Linked DNA regions of Rattus norvegicus: region 2 is linked to region 1. A link is a contact called in public Hi-C data. All regions are on one chromosome and are shown on one strand. The core of a region is the stretch at or near the end of the contact, and the rest is flanking DNA. Distances in the headings are between cores, read along the strand shown.

What was found. Hi-C and Micro-C count contacts between places; a contact is called where the count stands out from the background.
Region 2: a contact with region 1 is called in a Hi-C map of the A7r5 cell line, with 5 times the contacts expected there. The contact joins the promoter of Ago2 here to the enhancer-like site in region 1. A contact is called at or near these places in 3 of 12 Hi-C or Micro-C datasets (the A7r5 cell line, frontal cortex and prefrontal cortex).

The regions. Positions count from the first base shown.
Region 1 is chr7:106,632,723-106,636,604 of GRCr8, forward strand. The region is part of intron 16 of Trappc9 (trafficking protein particle complex subunit 9); the gene reads right to left. Among named protein-coding and RNA genes, the nearest start is that of Trappc9, 250 kb to the right of the region's middle. Within about 2 kb of position 2,164, at least 55 of the 93 cell types and tissues checked have an H3K27ac peak or open chromatin away from gene starts, as enhancers often do. A contact at or near this core is called in the A7r5 cell line, where this site is marked.
Region 2 is chr7:106,991,930-106,995,811 of GRCr8, forward strand. It overlaps Ago2 (argonaute RISC catalytic component 2), which reads right to left and starts at 2,195. Exons shown (of 19, transcript NM_001408918.1): 1 at 2,028-2,195. The coding sequence starts at 2,049. LOC134479922 (a long non-coding RNA gene) reads right to left here and starts at 2,020. Exons shown (of 2, transcript XR_010053837.1): 1 at 1-2,020.

The DNA of each region.
Region 1 (3,882 bases), core at 914-3,413:
TCAGCCCGGATCCTTAATGCCCAGCTGCCACAGTGCATATATCCACATGGTAAAGGTGCTCGGTCTTACCATACCCAACCTTTGTGTGCAGCTGTGGCCACAGAGCTGCCCATGGGTTCTAAATACTCCACCTCCATTCCCAGAATAAAATCTTCTCTGATCCTTAGTATGCAGCCACCACAATGCAGCTGCCCACAAAATAAGGAAGGATGATTCACAGTGCCCTTATCCCTAGGGCCAAATAAATAAATGAATAAATAAATAGATAGATAAATAAATAATCAGCCCAGATCTTTAGCGCGCAGCAGTCGAAACATGGTCACACACAATTAAGGAAGCTCAGAAACGCCATCCCTGTGATAGATCCTCTTAGGCCTTTCAAATGCAGCTGTCACGACGCAGTTATCCACAAGTAAGGGTTTCTGTTATAGCAACACCTCAGGTTAAGATCCACTCGGGGATTTGGTACACAGCCAACACCATGCAGGCATCCACCAAGTAGTACGGACTCCGTTAAACCATCATCCCGAAATAAGGATATCCACTTAATTCCTTAGTGCGCAAGCAGCAGCCATATAGGGTGAGGCATTCTGAGGTTGTCTGTGCACAGCTCTGCTGCGCCACCATCCGCGGGAATAAAATTACCATGAAGAACCTTAGTGCGCCACCAAAACCATTTAAGCGATCCACCCTCTAAGGACGCTTCCTTGGGTATCCGTGTGCAGCTCCACTGTGCCTCTATTCCTAGGGTAAGAACATCCGTTCAGTCACTGAAGTGTAGCCACAAATACGTGTAATTCCCCAGGATTATGATAACAAAGAGCTGTGCAGGCGTTGGCTGAGTAATGGCGTACGCCCAGGTTCCAGCCAAGCGGGGAGACCTCCATGGCTCATCATTGTGCGACGACCACAATGCGCCTATCCACAGGGTGATAGCAAGCCTCTGTGCCAGCGTCTCCAGGGTAAAAAGATCAGCCAAGCTCCCAGTTGCATCGCAAACTGTAGGGTTCTGTGCTCGAAGGTATCTCAATGCTGCCCTCGCACGAGCCGCACCATCACAGACATCTGGGTTTTTTCGGCGCCTCCTTTTGCCCATTCCTCGGTCACATTGGTGTAAGAAAGCACCACGAATGAAAAATTCCCAGCTCCGTGGCTGTGTCGCAGCTCTTCTACCCAACCATCTTCAGAGAAAAGGCCGCGGATCTTCTCGGAGAGCCGGAGCTTCCTGAAGAGCCGCGGCAATGATCCTCTACATAGCACGGGCACTTGGATGGGCTATCCACACAGCCCAAAATCACAAAAAGATGGGATAACGATGGCCACCGGGTCCTCTTCGGTTCGTCGTCACAGAACCGTAGTAAAGAGATCCGCTCAGCTCCAAGCCGTGCCGCAGTCTGCAGTCTTTAGAGACGTCTGTGGAAATCTGGTGAGCAGGCAGCTGTGACGCAGTCTGCTGGGCGAGCCTGCTCAGATTTCAGTGCGCAGGTGCGGCAATGCGGCAATCTGCTGGTTATGGACACATTCTGAGGCGCCACCTACCGGGAAAGGACGACAGTCCAGGTCCTCCGTGCAATGAGGCCACACAGTTGATCAGCATGGCTCTATTGTGGCAGCATCTTTAGGATATTGGTGCGCAGCCACACTGGGCAGAGATCTGCAGCCTAACGATGCTCCACTAAATTGGCGGGGAAGGATATCCACACAAATACTCGGTACACCGCGGCCATAGCAGCAAGGCAGTCAACGGATCTCAGTACGCAGGCGTGGCAATGCGACAGTATGCACTTTAAGAATACATTCTATGGTGCCATCTAGCGGGTAAGAATGACTCTCTAGGTTCTTGGTGTGGGCGCACAGAGAGAAAGCGGGTGCCCATTGGTGACTGGCACACAACCCCAGTGGTGCAGCATCTTCTTGAGTTACCCATGCCGTCACACAAGATGACGATCCACAGACTAAGGATGCCCTGCCGGGTCTTCAGGGTGAGAGTGTCCATGCAGTAATCATTTGGCAAAAATGAATGCCTCACTATGTCCCACCTAGGACCAGGCTGCAGCTGCAAAAATGCTCAGTGTTAGGAACATAGCCGGGTCCACAGGAGAAGCATGGGTAACATCTGGCATTGCTGCGCGAGGCCCTGCCCACAGCTCTCCCTGCTTGGCCCCTCCTGGAGGGGGCGGGGTGGGGGAGAATTCTAGCTGCTTCGCTATTGCACAGACTATGGGAGACATAGACTACCCTTTTGCCGTGGTAACCTAAGGTGTCCTAGTGACGGAGGCGCAGGGTGACCAGTGTACCCTTACCCGACTGCCGAACCGATACTTTAACCCCGATTCATGAACGGTTTGCTAACAAGGAAGGACTATGTCTTCCAAAATGAGCTTTAAGAAGCTCATTGTGTTGTGTTGCCGGAAAGGGCCGAGCAACGGGGTTTCCGAGAACTCACCAGAGGGCAATTCATGACGCACTAATAATTTCTAACCAAAAGCTAAAAATTAAAAGTCTCACCTTTTTAAATTTCTAAATATCCCAGCAATATGGCATCTTGTAGCAAGGAAGCAAAGTATTTTTCATTTTATCTGTTGATCACGCTGGGGATCAACACACGGAATGCTCCCCCCACCCCAGGGAAGAGCCCCTGTGTCCTGGATGCTCCGGTTCTTTCTTCAGTATTCACAGAGGAGAGCCTTTTGTTAGTGAGATTCACACAGGAGGCAACAAGACGCTAGGAATCTACCAGAACCTTCCTTAAGAAATTAGGTAGGAATTTTACCGTTGTGCTGTTTCCTTTTTTGATGTGGTTGGGGGAGGGTAATTTTATAACTGTTCACTGGGTTACCTTCCTGCCTTCCGGTGGTCGTTATGGACCTCAGTAAAATCTTAAATTGCCTCCTGCAGGGACTGTTTGATTGACATTCGGCTCCTTTTGTTCCGAGGGGTTTTATATGCTAATTGTTAGCTTGCATCTGGCCTTCAGATCTGTAGAATGTAGTGAAGACTTGCTGAAACGCACGCCTCATACCACCTTGTAAAAGACAAACTATGTGGTCTCTCAAAGCTTACAGCCCTGTGTTAACTTTAATTTTGAAAGCACTAATGTTTTGTTTTTTTCTAGACAACATGGGTGAAAATAAAGGAAAGAGATGTATTAGATGTGTGTAAATTTAATTGAAAATCTTAACCTGTGCATCAGTGAAATTGAAAACCCAACCCGTGTATGTGTGAAGTCAGAACCTGCATTCGCATATCCTGAAAATAAACGTGTGTGTTTGTTAAATAAAACACAGGAAGCCAAATAAACTGGGGATTAGATGTTCCAAGAACATGCTTTCTGCAGTGGTAGCCAAACTCATTCCCTTGGTTTGGTTTGCTTTGGTTTGGTTTGATTTTACCCAGGGCCAGCTTTACCTCTCTCCTCAGCCTTTGGATCCTGACAGGGTGAAGCTGGGATGGAGGAGAAAGGCCCTGTGTGCAGCAGAGAGACCTCCCCAGGAAGCCAAGCCAGAGAAGTAGCAGGAGCAAGAGAAAGGATTTATAGGACATTTGAGATCTGAGCCTCGCTTATGTGTAGGATGCATCTTGAGGGTTAGTTCAGTGCCTCTTTGCAACGTGCACAATGTAACTGAATCCCCATGTCAATTCATTGAGTTGTGATACAGAATGTTTCTTCCAATAGAAAAAAAAAAAAGAGGACAGAGCAAACAGCCAGAGCAATATTGATGAAAAGACCCCAACGACCCTCTCCCAAGGTGCAAACTGATGGCAGAGGAGAGGAACAAGGTCTGCATTGTGCTTACAACTGAGACTCCCTTCTCGGTCTAATCAGTTCTTTTCTGGACCACTGAGGAGAGTTTAGGAACCTCTTTTTATAGGAGCATCTGG
Region 2 (3,882 bases), core at 945-3,444, 360 kb after region 1:
CCTTCGATGGGGGAAACCCCACCTAGAACCCACTATCTAGGAAATTTCAGGGTGGGAAGAGAATTTATCTACCCTAAACCACTAACCTTTTCCAATAGGAAAGAAAAATCTGTGAGGTTCTGAACCTTGGCCCCCAGTGCTACTAATCTCACACATGTAACAGTATTTGTAACAGACACAATGAGAACCCACTGTGGATTCTATTTTTAAAGTTAATTTACTAAGTATTTACTTCCCATCAAGCTCGGAAACAGCAAAACTTGGTAACTTTTCTTTAATTCAGATCCAATGGCCTTCCATTCTCCTAAACTTGGAAATATGGAGTCTCTTTGAAGGATGGAGGTGGAGGGGTTCCTTGTAAACAAAATTAAAAGCCTTTGTATGTGCTATGTGCAATAAAATGGAGCTGCACTCCAGCCTTGCAATTACAGCACACTGGCCCACCTGAAACTTGGGTTCCTTCCCAGCCTGCCATTAGCCAAGAATTACCCTACAGGCATCTCTTTTCTCACCCAAGGCTTTCTGGTTAGAGGGGACTGTCTCTCCCTTAGGCCACAATGCGGAGGCCCACGCAGCAGCAGCCATCTTCAAAGCTGCCAGTGACCAAAATGAACCGGTTGATCCAGGCTACCGCATTCTTTTTGAAAAGGCAACAAAGATGCCCTCGCGGAACACACAGTAGGCTCTTCCTTTCCACCCTACTTGGGAATTCACTGGTCTAATCCACACCAAACAAGTGCTTCCAACAGTGGGGTCAAGGTCAAAGGGACTGGGAAACCATTTCTATAGGAGTGCTCAAACAGGTTGTCCTAATGCAGGCTCCCGGATGTTAAAGGGTTCTTAAACCTCTCTGAGCCTCCACTGCCTGTCTCCAGAAAGGCCCACTGTGGCAAGCTGAAAGGATCAACACGCAAAATAGAGAAAAGCATGGCCTCGTCTCCAAGAAGATCACTAGAAACTGACACTCAGGAAAAACGTACATATTCGGAGTTAATGTTTGCTGGGTTCCTCCACAGCGCTGAGCTGGGGGGGAGGGGGGATTCCCAATCTGGCAGGAGGCTGCCCTGGTCATTTCGCAGGGGACCTCCAGACCCCAACATCTGCCTCCAGGACCCGGACACCTCCCAAGCGCAAGGTTAAAAGGGTCTTCAAATTACTGGGAAGCCCTTTAACGCATTTAGAAGTTGGTCAGTGGGCATTCGAGGAGCCCTATGACATCAGGAGAGGAGGCGCACTAGGCTCCGGAGCAAGCACCGTAGGGAACCCGGGAGGATCTGGGAGGCTTCCAGACCCCACAGTGAAGAAGTCTGGGGAGGCCCCAGGGCCGAACCACTAGGTCAGGTGGGCAGCAGGGAGGGCCCGCGGGCGCCAAGTACAGCCTGGCGGACAAAGGGGGGCAGGCTGAGCCCGAGCAAGCGGCGGGGCGGCCGGGAAATGGAGCCACGTGCCTGGCGGGAGAAGGCGAAAAAGCCTCCCAACACTTGTTTTCTCAACCCCGCGAGTAAACCGCCCTCCACTCTGCTCGAAAAGCGGGGTGGGAAAATACGTTCGTGTTTTTAAGTTTTCTGGAACTTTTCCAGAGAAACGGGCACGCTGGTGGGAAGGGGTGCCACGGCGGCCACCCGCTCCGCTAGGAAATCGCAGGGCGATTAGCACTTGAATGGGGAGGGCGGCTGCCCAGCGTGGAACTGCGTCCAAGCAGACGATCGCGGTCCCGGGGCCCCGGGGTTCGGTTCCCGACCCGTCCAGCTCCCCGCCCCAGGCCCCGCATGCTGGGCCCCACAGCTATGCGCTTGGGGACAGAGGGAGGAGCGCTGCGGGAGGACCGAGACCCGTTGCAGGCCGGGCCTGGGCCCCCAAACACGTCCGGGCCGCGCTGCTCCGGTGCACTGGGCCTCCCTGCCCCGAGGCCCTACCCGGCTGCCCCGAGGCTACGCCGCGGCCCCACAGGCTGGGCCGCCCTCGCCTGCCCCGCCCGCCAACCGCCAACCGCCGCGGCACGAGTGCCGGGCGCCGCGCGGACTCACCGGGGCCGGCTCCCGAGTACATGGTGGCGCTGCCGAGGGCCGCGGCCGAGGGCCGGCCGCGCGCTCCACGGGCCCCGACGCCGCGAGCCGCGAGGACCCGCCGGCCGCTCGATCCGCCCCGGCGCGGCCGCCTCGCAGAACAGGTTTACCCGACGCGGCCGGGGCGGCGGGCGGAGGCGGCGGGAGCGGAGGGGGAGGGGAGCGGGAGGAGGGAGGGGAGGAGGAGGGGCGAGAGGGACGACGAGGGAGGGGACCGCGGGGAGGGAGGGAAGGAGGGAACAGCGGGGAGGGAAGGAGGGAGGAGGCGGGGAGGAGGGAGGGGACGGCGGGGAGGAGGGAAGGTGGCAGGGAGAGAGGGGGCAGGGGAGGAGGCTGGAGGCGGCGCGCGCACGCGGGGCAGCGGGATGGGGGGAAATCGAGGTGGCGGCCCCCCGCGTGGTTGCCCTGAATGAGGGACCCCAGGAGCGACCCGGGGCACACGGGCGGGAGACCCTTCCTCCGGCCCAGCGAGGCGACGTCTGGCTTCCGGGCGCGGCCAGCCCAGCACTGCGACCGGAGTCGGAGTCCTCCCGCGCCGAGTGGCAGAGCCCCGGCCGCGTCCCGCCCCTGCACCTCGGCCTGGCTCTTTAAGTTATTAACGAAACGGCGACGGGAAGCTAGCTCCCCACCCAGAGCTTGAACTTGGACGCGGCCAGACCCGTGCGCGTGACCACACCGCCACCTCCCGGCGCGGCTCGACAACCTAGATAATCCTAATAAAGCACCAAGGAAGCACAGCAAGTTCAAGATGAATTTTATCAGCCGTCAGGGAGCAGATCTAGTCGGGGCTCCCCGCTTTCTGGGCTCAGAACCCCCAAGTTCTGCCCTGAGGCCTCCCAGACGAGCATGCTCTGTGCACATAGGCCCTTTCCCCACTTGTTGCTGGCACGTGCTCCCAGTTGTCTCTGGCACCTTTTCTATAGAAGAGGCAGTGTCAGCTCCCGCCTCACCCTGTACGCTTGACAATGCCTTCAAAGCCCATGCTGAGGACCCAAGCAAACAGGGTCCTACTGCAGGGACCCCAGCATCGGGGTAGGTTCCATAGCCTGTGCAGTGCTCAAAAAATAGTCCGAGGAGCAAGAAAAGCAGCGTTCCTTCCAATAAACATGGAAAGGAGGAGAAGGAGGAGGAGGAAGGAACTAGATAAAGAACTGTGGGGTTGCCATCCCAGCTACTCAGAAATCGAGGAAGGAGGATGACAATGCTAAATCCAGTCTAGGGTACATAGAAGAAAGCCTTGGGTACCCCTTCCTCCTAAGTGGTCGACACAAACGGGTAATTAATCATACCTAGCCCTTGTGGCCAGCACTTGTGGTCCCCACTGCTTTGGGATGGAGACAGGATTTGCTGAACTCAGGAGAGATTTTTGCTCAGAACCAGCCAGGGCAACAGAAAACTAATGGGAGGGGAGGGGCCGTGTTAGATTTTACTCAGCAGTAGAGCACTGTCTGAAGACCTATGAGACGTTGGGTTCCCTCCCAGCATTGACACCCCCCCACACAAAGTCATGAAGTCTGTTTGGGGGGGCATGGGATAGGTAAGTTGCCAGGCATCAAGAAGCCTTGGGTTCAATCAACACCACAAAAAACTGAGCATGATTACACATGTGTTTCTGAGCACAGGGAAGTCTGGGTACACTGGGCATTAGTGCGTATCACAGGAAAGATGGACACCGTGTGCACTCGCTCCAGAGTGGGGTGAGAAAGATAGAAGAGTGTGTCTGCAGCTGGGATCCAGTCAATGCAGCTAAGTGCAGCAGTGTGCTTGATCCTGAGCCAACAAGCCAGCATCAGCCTGGCAGTGTGACTTCATTATT